Linked DNA regions of Mus musculus: region 1 is linked to region 2. A link is a contact called in public HiChIP or PLAC-seq data. All regions are on one chromosome and are shown on one strand. Each heading gives the region's core, a stretch centred on a gene start, on an enhancer-like site or on the middle of the called end of the contact. The rest is flanking DNA. Distances are from core to core; before and after follow the strand shown. Region 1 overlaps Vps13b (vacuolar protein sorting 13B). Region 2 overlaps Stk3 (serine/threonine kinase 3).

The links. HiChIP or PLAC-seq counts read pairs in DNA pulled down with a chosen protein or histone mark.
Region 1: a contact with region 2 is called in an H3K27ac HiChIP or PLAC-seq map of large pre-B cells, with 3 times the contacts expected there. The contact joins two enhancer-like sites. A contact is called at or near these places in 2 of 115 datasets of contacts at active chromatin or transcription factors (fibro-adipogenic progenitors and large pre-B cells).

What each region holds. Positions count from the first base shown.
Region 1 is chr15:35,820,872-35,824,479 of GRCm38.p6, forward strand. All of the region lies in intron 39 of Vps13b (vacuolar protein sorting 13B), which reads left to right. Among named protein-coding and RNA genes, the nearest start is that of Gm41292, 64 kb to the right of the region's middle. Within about 2 kb of position 2,095, at least 21 of the 459 cell types and tissues checked have an H3K27ac peak or open chromatin away from gene starts, as enhancers often do.
Region 2 is chr15:34,950,498-34,954,297 of GRCm38.p6, forward strand. The region is part of intron 9 of Stk3 (serine/threonine kinase 3); the gene reads right to left. Among named protein-coding and RNA genes, the nearest start is that of Gm52204, 42 kb to the left of the region's middle. Within about 2 kb of position 2,459, at least 23 of the 459 cell types and tissues checked have an H3K27ac peak or open chromatin away from gene starts, as enhancers often do.

The DNA.
Region 1 (3,608 bases), core at 845-3,344, 870 kb after region 2:
GGAAATTTATGTATCTGATTTTGAAGTCCAAAAAAAGACGTGCCTTTCAGCTTGAGTGGTTAAGAAGGGTTTGGGGCTTTGGCTTTTCTAGGAAGTGTAATGAGTACCAAAGAGGGAAGATTGGGGAAACACTGAGGAGAGAAACTGATGCATGTAAAGGCCTGTGCAGTGTAAAAGCAGGAAACTGCTCTGCAGAAAGAGCCAGGGGCCAGAATTGGGGCTAATTCCTTTGAAATTTGCAGACAAGTTCATTTTAATGAGGCCAAGCTACTCTTCTAGGATGTTTACCCCAAAGTGCCTGAGGTCAGCCAAGCTTATTGCTTGTTATTGTGTGTCATACAGTCTGCCCTATACTCAGGAGGGGATTGTGCAGCCATGCGAGTGTCCTGCATGTGTAGCTTTGTATTCCTTCTTTTTCCTTCCTACTATCTACAAATAATGTATCTTCCCATCAGAATCAGCAATCTCAAGGCTACTGAGATCTGTCTGTCAGCATCTCTATAGAGCACTGGTGCACTGTTGTCACCGTCTCTTACACCAGTGCTGATGCCCTGTTAACTCAGACTATAAAGACAATCTCAGGGTTGTCAGAAAGCTCTGGACTTTGTACATCATGAGAAAAAAATACATTTTAAAACACACATTTCAAATCTTTGATGGCAACCCAAAATATTGACTAATTTATTATTACAATTCCAAGTTTCCTGAAGTCAAGAACAGTGTGGGGGCTTTCCTGACCATGGTTCCCAATTTTCTCTTGTCATGGAAGCAATTCATTAATACTAACAAATTAAGTATATTCTATAGGGTAACAAAACCATGTTATAATCTGCTTATTATTGCTATACACACTTTGTGTGTGATGAGGCACATTTGTTAATCGCTACTTTATCAAGAAGTGGCAAGTGTGTTTACTCTACTGAAAGTAATGAGCCCATTGTTGAGCTTAAACATATGCTGTGAACAGTAGACCATTTAGAATGAAGTTCTTGAATATTTAGATAAAATTAAAATATATTATGAATTTAGGGTTTACATTAATTTTATTTTTTTACTATTTTAGTAAAGTTGTCTGCATTTAAGTTATTTTTTCCCCAGAAGTTTTTAATATATCAGTATCACTCTTCTTTTGGGAAAAATATGATCTTGAAAGATGTCATATTATACACCTGCATTTGCTTGAAACCTGGTAGCTTGATAAATTGATAAGATAACCGGGTCATATGTTAAGTTTTCTGAAAAACCAACTCAAACAGAGATTCTAATAAAAGAATGTTACACATTTCCTTTTAAACACTAAAAAGTATTTCTCAGGGCTCTTAAATTACCATATTCTGATACCAAGGGAAAATAAAATCTGGACTTAGAGTTTTGTTTGTACTTAGAGGTTTTCCGGACAGGAAGGGAGTCTTGATGCAGTGCATAAGCCACAATACCAGTGGGGCATTACAGGTGAAGACTACAGCTGTGCCCACACCACAGCGCAGCACAACTGCATGCCGGAATGCTTCCTGTGCAGAAATAGAGTTTGCTTAACTTGTTTCCCAAGAGTAGATCATATTAAAATGTTATAAAATCATGATTTCCTGCGTTTGAATACTTGTGGTTTCTCAACTGTTTCCAATATTATAAGGGTGTGTGTGTGTGTGTGTGTGTGTGTGTGTATGTGTGCGTTTCCATATCCATACCCATGTGACTTCCATTAGCTGACGATATATAAAAAGCTTTTCATTCTTAAAAAAAAAAAAACTAAAAGGCAGATACATGTAAAAAAAATAAGCAGGAGCATTAAACATTAAAAACATTTACATTTTATATCACTGAATGGTAGATGTTTACAATGAAGTGGAAACAAAATAAGCCGTTTTGTGGTCAAAATACATTCTTATTACCAATTAAAAACTATGCTCAATTTTCATTATTCTATGTGATTACTATGTCTCCTTCTGTATTATAAATAACTGCATGTAAGAATTAGTCTTTATTTTCAAAAAGACAAGTAAACCCAAACACATTTATGACTACATATGCCTAGGAGCAAATCTTGTCTTAACTTAATAACATTTCAACATTTCTGCTGCTGTGTGCTCATCGTGTTTCTATAAATACCTCACCTCTGGAACACTGGGAAAGTCATCTTGGGCTCAGATCTCAGCTCCAGTCTGTTGCCTGTCTGTCTGCTTTCTCTCCTCAGCCATTGCTTACCTGCTTCTCTTGTCTTCCTAGTGTTCTCTGTTAAGATTTGGTCTTATCACCACTGTTATGCTGTCATAAATGCAGTGTCTACACTTCTGTATTTTTATACAAAAATAATAGTTGTTATCAAAGTAAGAGTTGGACAACAGATACTCTATCAAAGTTACTAGGAACTTCCTGGTACAAAAGCAGCTCCACCCACCCCTGGGGATATACATCAAAAACAACTAGAGACAATTGGTTAATTTTGAAGTTACTTTAATCAGTGAAAGGCAGAATAAACAGTAAACTCAGGAGAAACCCTGGGTAATAAGAGCTCCATGGAGTTTTCAGTGCTGTATTTCCTCTTGCATAGGTCTGTTCTCATGCTCGGGACTGTGTGTATAATCAGGAACGACTTGATAAAAACCCAAGTTCTAACCTGTATCCATGAGGCTCTGGATAAGGAAGTGGAGGCTAAGGTGGAATGGACAGTATGACCAAGAAGGTTCAAGGTGCCTTAAACAACTAGAAGCTTATTGGTACCCAGTCTTTCAGGAAATGTCTGCTTAATCATGAAGTAACCACTGAGCTAACCAAGCCGAGACTCTAAAGGCTACACAACTGTATTAGTAAGATTTCCATTATTGAAACAAAACAACAAAGGCAGATCATTTATAGAAATAACAGTTTTTACTCAGAATACAGTTTTGGAGGCTCAAAAGCATGATAGTAGCATTTATTCAGATATGGCAAGAGCTCAAGTCTGAATACAGAAATTCAAGAGAGAGTGGAGGCCAGGATAGGTTTTCCTAACAACCTTATCCTTCTGAAGGCACTCCAGTGACCTAAGGACCATGCTCCAGATTTTGAAAATTCAGCAGCTTTATAGCATCATACTGAGGACCAAGGTTACCCTATGTGAAACTTTACAGGACAAAATCATCCGAATCCTGGCAGACTGCAAACCTCACAAGTCTGGTTCATAACTAGCAGCAAGCACTGATGCACTGGGAATGACAGAAGAAGGGCCAGATCAGATTCTCACAGTTGGTATTGTTTATTACGATTTAAAATATTAAAATACCAAGCTTTCAGCAAAAGCTCCTGAGAAATGCAGAGATAAGGAAGTATGTCCACAGACTGGAGGTGAAGGCAGTCAGTAGAAATGGTACTCTGAGGAACCTCGATGAACACTTGAGGCAGGATTGTCGTTGGTGGGCGGGGCAAAGAGGAGACCAGACTGGCTTTGCCTCCTGGGACTGAGCTGATAAACAGCAGCACCTTCATGCTCACACTGAGCTCTCCCCATCCACGAGTCAGACACAAGCCGCCACCTTAAAATGTGTGCAAGCAGTAGGTATGTCTTAAGAAATAAAAGGAGAAAGAAGAATGATGGCTCACCAGATAGGTAATACTCAGAAAGGGAAATA
Region 2 (3,800 bases), core at 1,209-3,708:
TGGCATTTCTGGTTGTCTATTTGGACTTCTGTAAGCTTCTTGTATGTTCATGGGCATCACTTTCTTTAGGTTAGGGAACTTTTCTTCTATAATTTTATTGAAGATACTTACTGTTCCTTTAAGTTGAAAATCTTCATTCACATCTACTCCTATTATCCGTAGATTTGGTCTTCTCATTGTGTCCTGGATTTCCTGGATGTTTTGGGTTAGGAATTTTCTGCATTTTCTTTGATTGCTCTGTCCATGTTCTCTATGGAATCTTCTGCACCTGAGGTTCTCTCTTCCATCTCTTGTATTCTGTTGCAGATGCTTGCATCTATGGTTCCTGATTTCTTTCCTAGGGTTTCTAGCTCTAGAGTTGTCTCCCTTTGGGTTTTCTTTATTGTTTCTACTTCCATTTTTAGATCTTGGATGGCTTTGTTCAATTCCATCACCTGTTTGGTTGTGTTTTCCTATAATTCTTTAAGGGATTTTTGTGTTTCCTCTTTAAGGACTTCTACCTGTTTAGCGGTGTTCTCCTGTATTTCTTTAAGTGAATTATTAATGCCCTTCTTAAAATCCTCTACCAGCATCATGAGATATGATTGTAAATTGGAGTCTTGCTTTTTGGGTGTGTTGGGGTATCCAGGACTCACTGTGGTGGGCGTACTGGAGTATGATGATGGTTTCTGTTAGTAAGATTCTTATGTTTGCCCTTTGCCATCTGGTGATCTCTGGTGTTAATGTTCTAGCTGTCTCTGGCTGGAGCTTGTTCCTCCTGTGATTCTTTAGCCTCTAACAACACTCCTGGTAGACCAACTCTTTCCTGAGTCTCAGTGGTCAGAGTACTCTCTGCAGACAAGCTCTCCTTTTGCAGGAAAGGTGCACAGAGGTCTGGAGCTCAGATCTACCTCCTGAGTCCTGGGGTCAGAGCCCTCCCTGGAGGTGACTCTCCTCTGGCAGGAAAGGTCTGGGTCTCAGTTCTGCCTGAGGATGAAGGCCCAAAGGGACCCTGTCCAAGAAGCTCTATTGCTTCTGTTGCCCACGTGCTCTCATGCGTAGACTGGTCTCAGTGATCCTAAGATCCTGGGTGTGCTAGGGCCTGCCAAGTTCCCGCCAAGATGGTGCAGGGCTGGTGCTGACCTGAAGGAACCCCAGCCACTGGTCGGCGGGTTTCCTCTGTCCCTGTTCCTGCTGGCACAAGACCCTCCAAGATTTTTTGGAACAGATGTTGCATTCCACTCACCAGTGATCCCAAGATCCTGGGTGTGCTAGGGCCCGCTGAGTTCACGCCCAAGATCGAAAATCTATTTCAAATAATAATATAAAAAGCTTGAGATGTTGAGCTGGTTTATCTTGGACATTGGATGATTTAGGGAGAGGGATCTGCTCTTATTTTATATTTAGAATCCACTAACTTTGAGAGGAATTTTTTTCCCCAGTTCTGGTCTTACAAAAGTTCTATGGCCTCAACTAAACAGAAACTTCAGCAGCCATTTTCATCTTACATCCAGTCAAACTTTACATTTTATAAACAAAGAGTGTTAAAGAGCACTATAAGAAATATGGGATGTAGGGCTACAGAGACAGCCTGGTGGTTAAGAGCACTTGTTGATCTTGCAGAGGACCCAGGTCCCAGCACTTACATGATGTCTCTCAACCATCAGTAACTCAGTCCTGAGCAGCCAGAGCCCTCTACTGCCTCTTCCTGTGGTAGGCACACACTACCTATACATCCATGTACATATATATACAAGTGAAAAAAACCATTCACACACATACAACAAAAAATAAATCTTAAAAACTATAAATGATGCAGATAAAAACTTGAAAGACATTTAACACATACATTAAATAAAGGATAACTGTTTCAAACACTGGACAACCAGACAGACAGCACACACCAGCTGATATGAGGGCACCAACATACATAGAGTAGAGCACTTCCAGGTTTATGTTCATTCAGAGATGATGCACCTAACCCTCAAGAGACTGGAGGCCCCAGGCAGTTTAGAGGTCACAGGGGGTGGAGGGTGGGGATATCCATGTGGGTGTGGTAGGGAGGAGGTGTGGGATGTGGAGCAGTTGGAGGGTGGGAGGGGAGGGGCGGGGAGTGTAAAAAATGAATTCCATATAAAATTAAATTTAAAAAAGTCTAGACAATACTCTACTACTAAGAAACAAGCATTCTTACAGAGAGTTAACAAATCTAAAAGTCAGCTTAAATAAAAGAGGCAGTTTGTCACATTAGACTGTTCTTTTTGCACGACTTTATAGAAAGATTTCTATTCAAATGTATGTGCTTACATATGTAAAGATTTTCTGTTTTACTTTAAAACTCAGTATTAACATTTAGACTCTGTTTTAGAAGAAAAGAGTTTGAAGTTGTTTTGACAGTTAACAGGAGGGTGGCTGTTACTGCCTAGTTACTATTTTACTGGACAATATGAAACACATGCCACGGTGCACAGCTGAGTCCCCAGGGGAAAGCTGAATGATGATTCTTACTTGCAGCTGAGGGAGAGAGGAACGCATGAGAACTCAGGTCCTGCAGAGAGAAGGAAGCAGACTGGTTGCTATGGCAACCTTCTTACACTACTGAAAGGACACCTAAAACTGACATCAATTTCTCCGGCTACAGTTAAGTTCTGACCTTACCTTATTAAAATAGTTTATTGTAATAATAAACTTAATATTTGAAATTACTTAGTTCCTCAATTTAGGCCTAGTTATTTTAACTTACTTGCTTATATAACCAAAACCCCATTAGCAGCAAAGGAAGGAAAAAAAAATCACCATTCATTCCCTCTATGACTTTGAAACTTTATTAAAAATTTCTTTTCTATCTCTTTCATTCATTCCTTTAATCTTTTACAAGGATAGTAAATTAAGTAGAATATAATTTTGTAAAATATGCCAGTCTATTATAATTAGTTTTTAGTGTTTCATACTTCTTCTAAGCAAATAAGGTCTTCATGAAAAAATAAATGTATGAAGGAATTTTAAAATAACTTAACACAATGCAGTGTGCTTGACTTTTCAATCGCTTAGCATGCATGGCGCATAAAGAAGGAAGTAACTGCTCATGACGCAGCACACCGACTGTCAACAGCTGAGGGACTCATGGGCATGAGCGAGTTGGTCCTTCTACAAGTCACTTAAGATGTAAGTGTTCTACCTGATTCATGATCTTGGAAGTCTGCCCTCTAATTTGTTGCTAAGAGTACAATAAACACATACAAAAAATCAGGATGGGATATACAAGCCACTAACATGAATTTTCTTCCCTAGCTTTATCTTTTAAAATAACAGAGGATGCACAAAACCCAGGGAAGGTCCTGAGCCTCCTGAGGAAGGTGAGAGGTTCAGGAGGAATAGCTGCTCAAACGTTTACAGGACGCACTGTCCAGCAGGAGGGTCTAAGAACAGTTAAGTATTCACAAAGGCACTGGGGAAAGAGAACACGAGCCAGCTGTTTTCCATCTCCAATGAGGGTATGAGAGAAAACAGACAAATCAAAGCTGAGCTTTCAGTTAAACAAAAAGAAGAGAGTAATAAACATGTTAATTGTATCTATGGAAATCTTTCTTTGGAGGCCTTAGAAGATATTCATTTGCATAAGGAAGGAGAGTATTTCTGTGTTCAGCTTCTGTTTTGTGGTAGTAAAACATACAGCACAATCAACATGCACTGGCCTACACTACACCAAACACCCTCAGGCCCAGGACATACGTGCCCATAGGGAGCTCCAAACTACTGTAACCTCACCGTACACAGGATACCTACTGCCTCTATAGAGAAAAGTGGAGGTTTCTAATGGC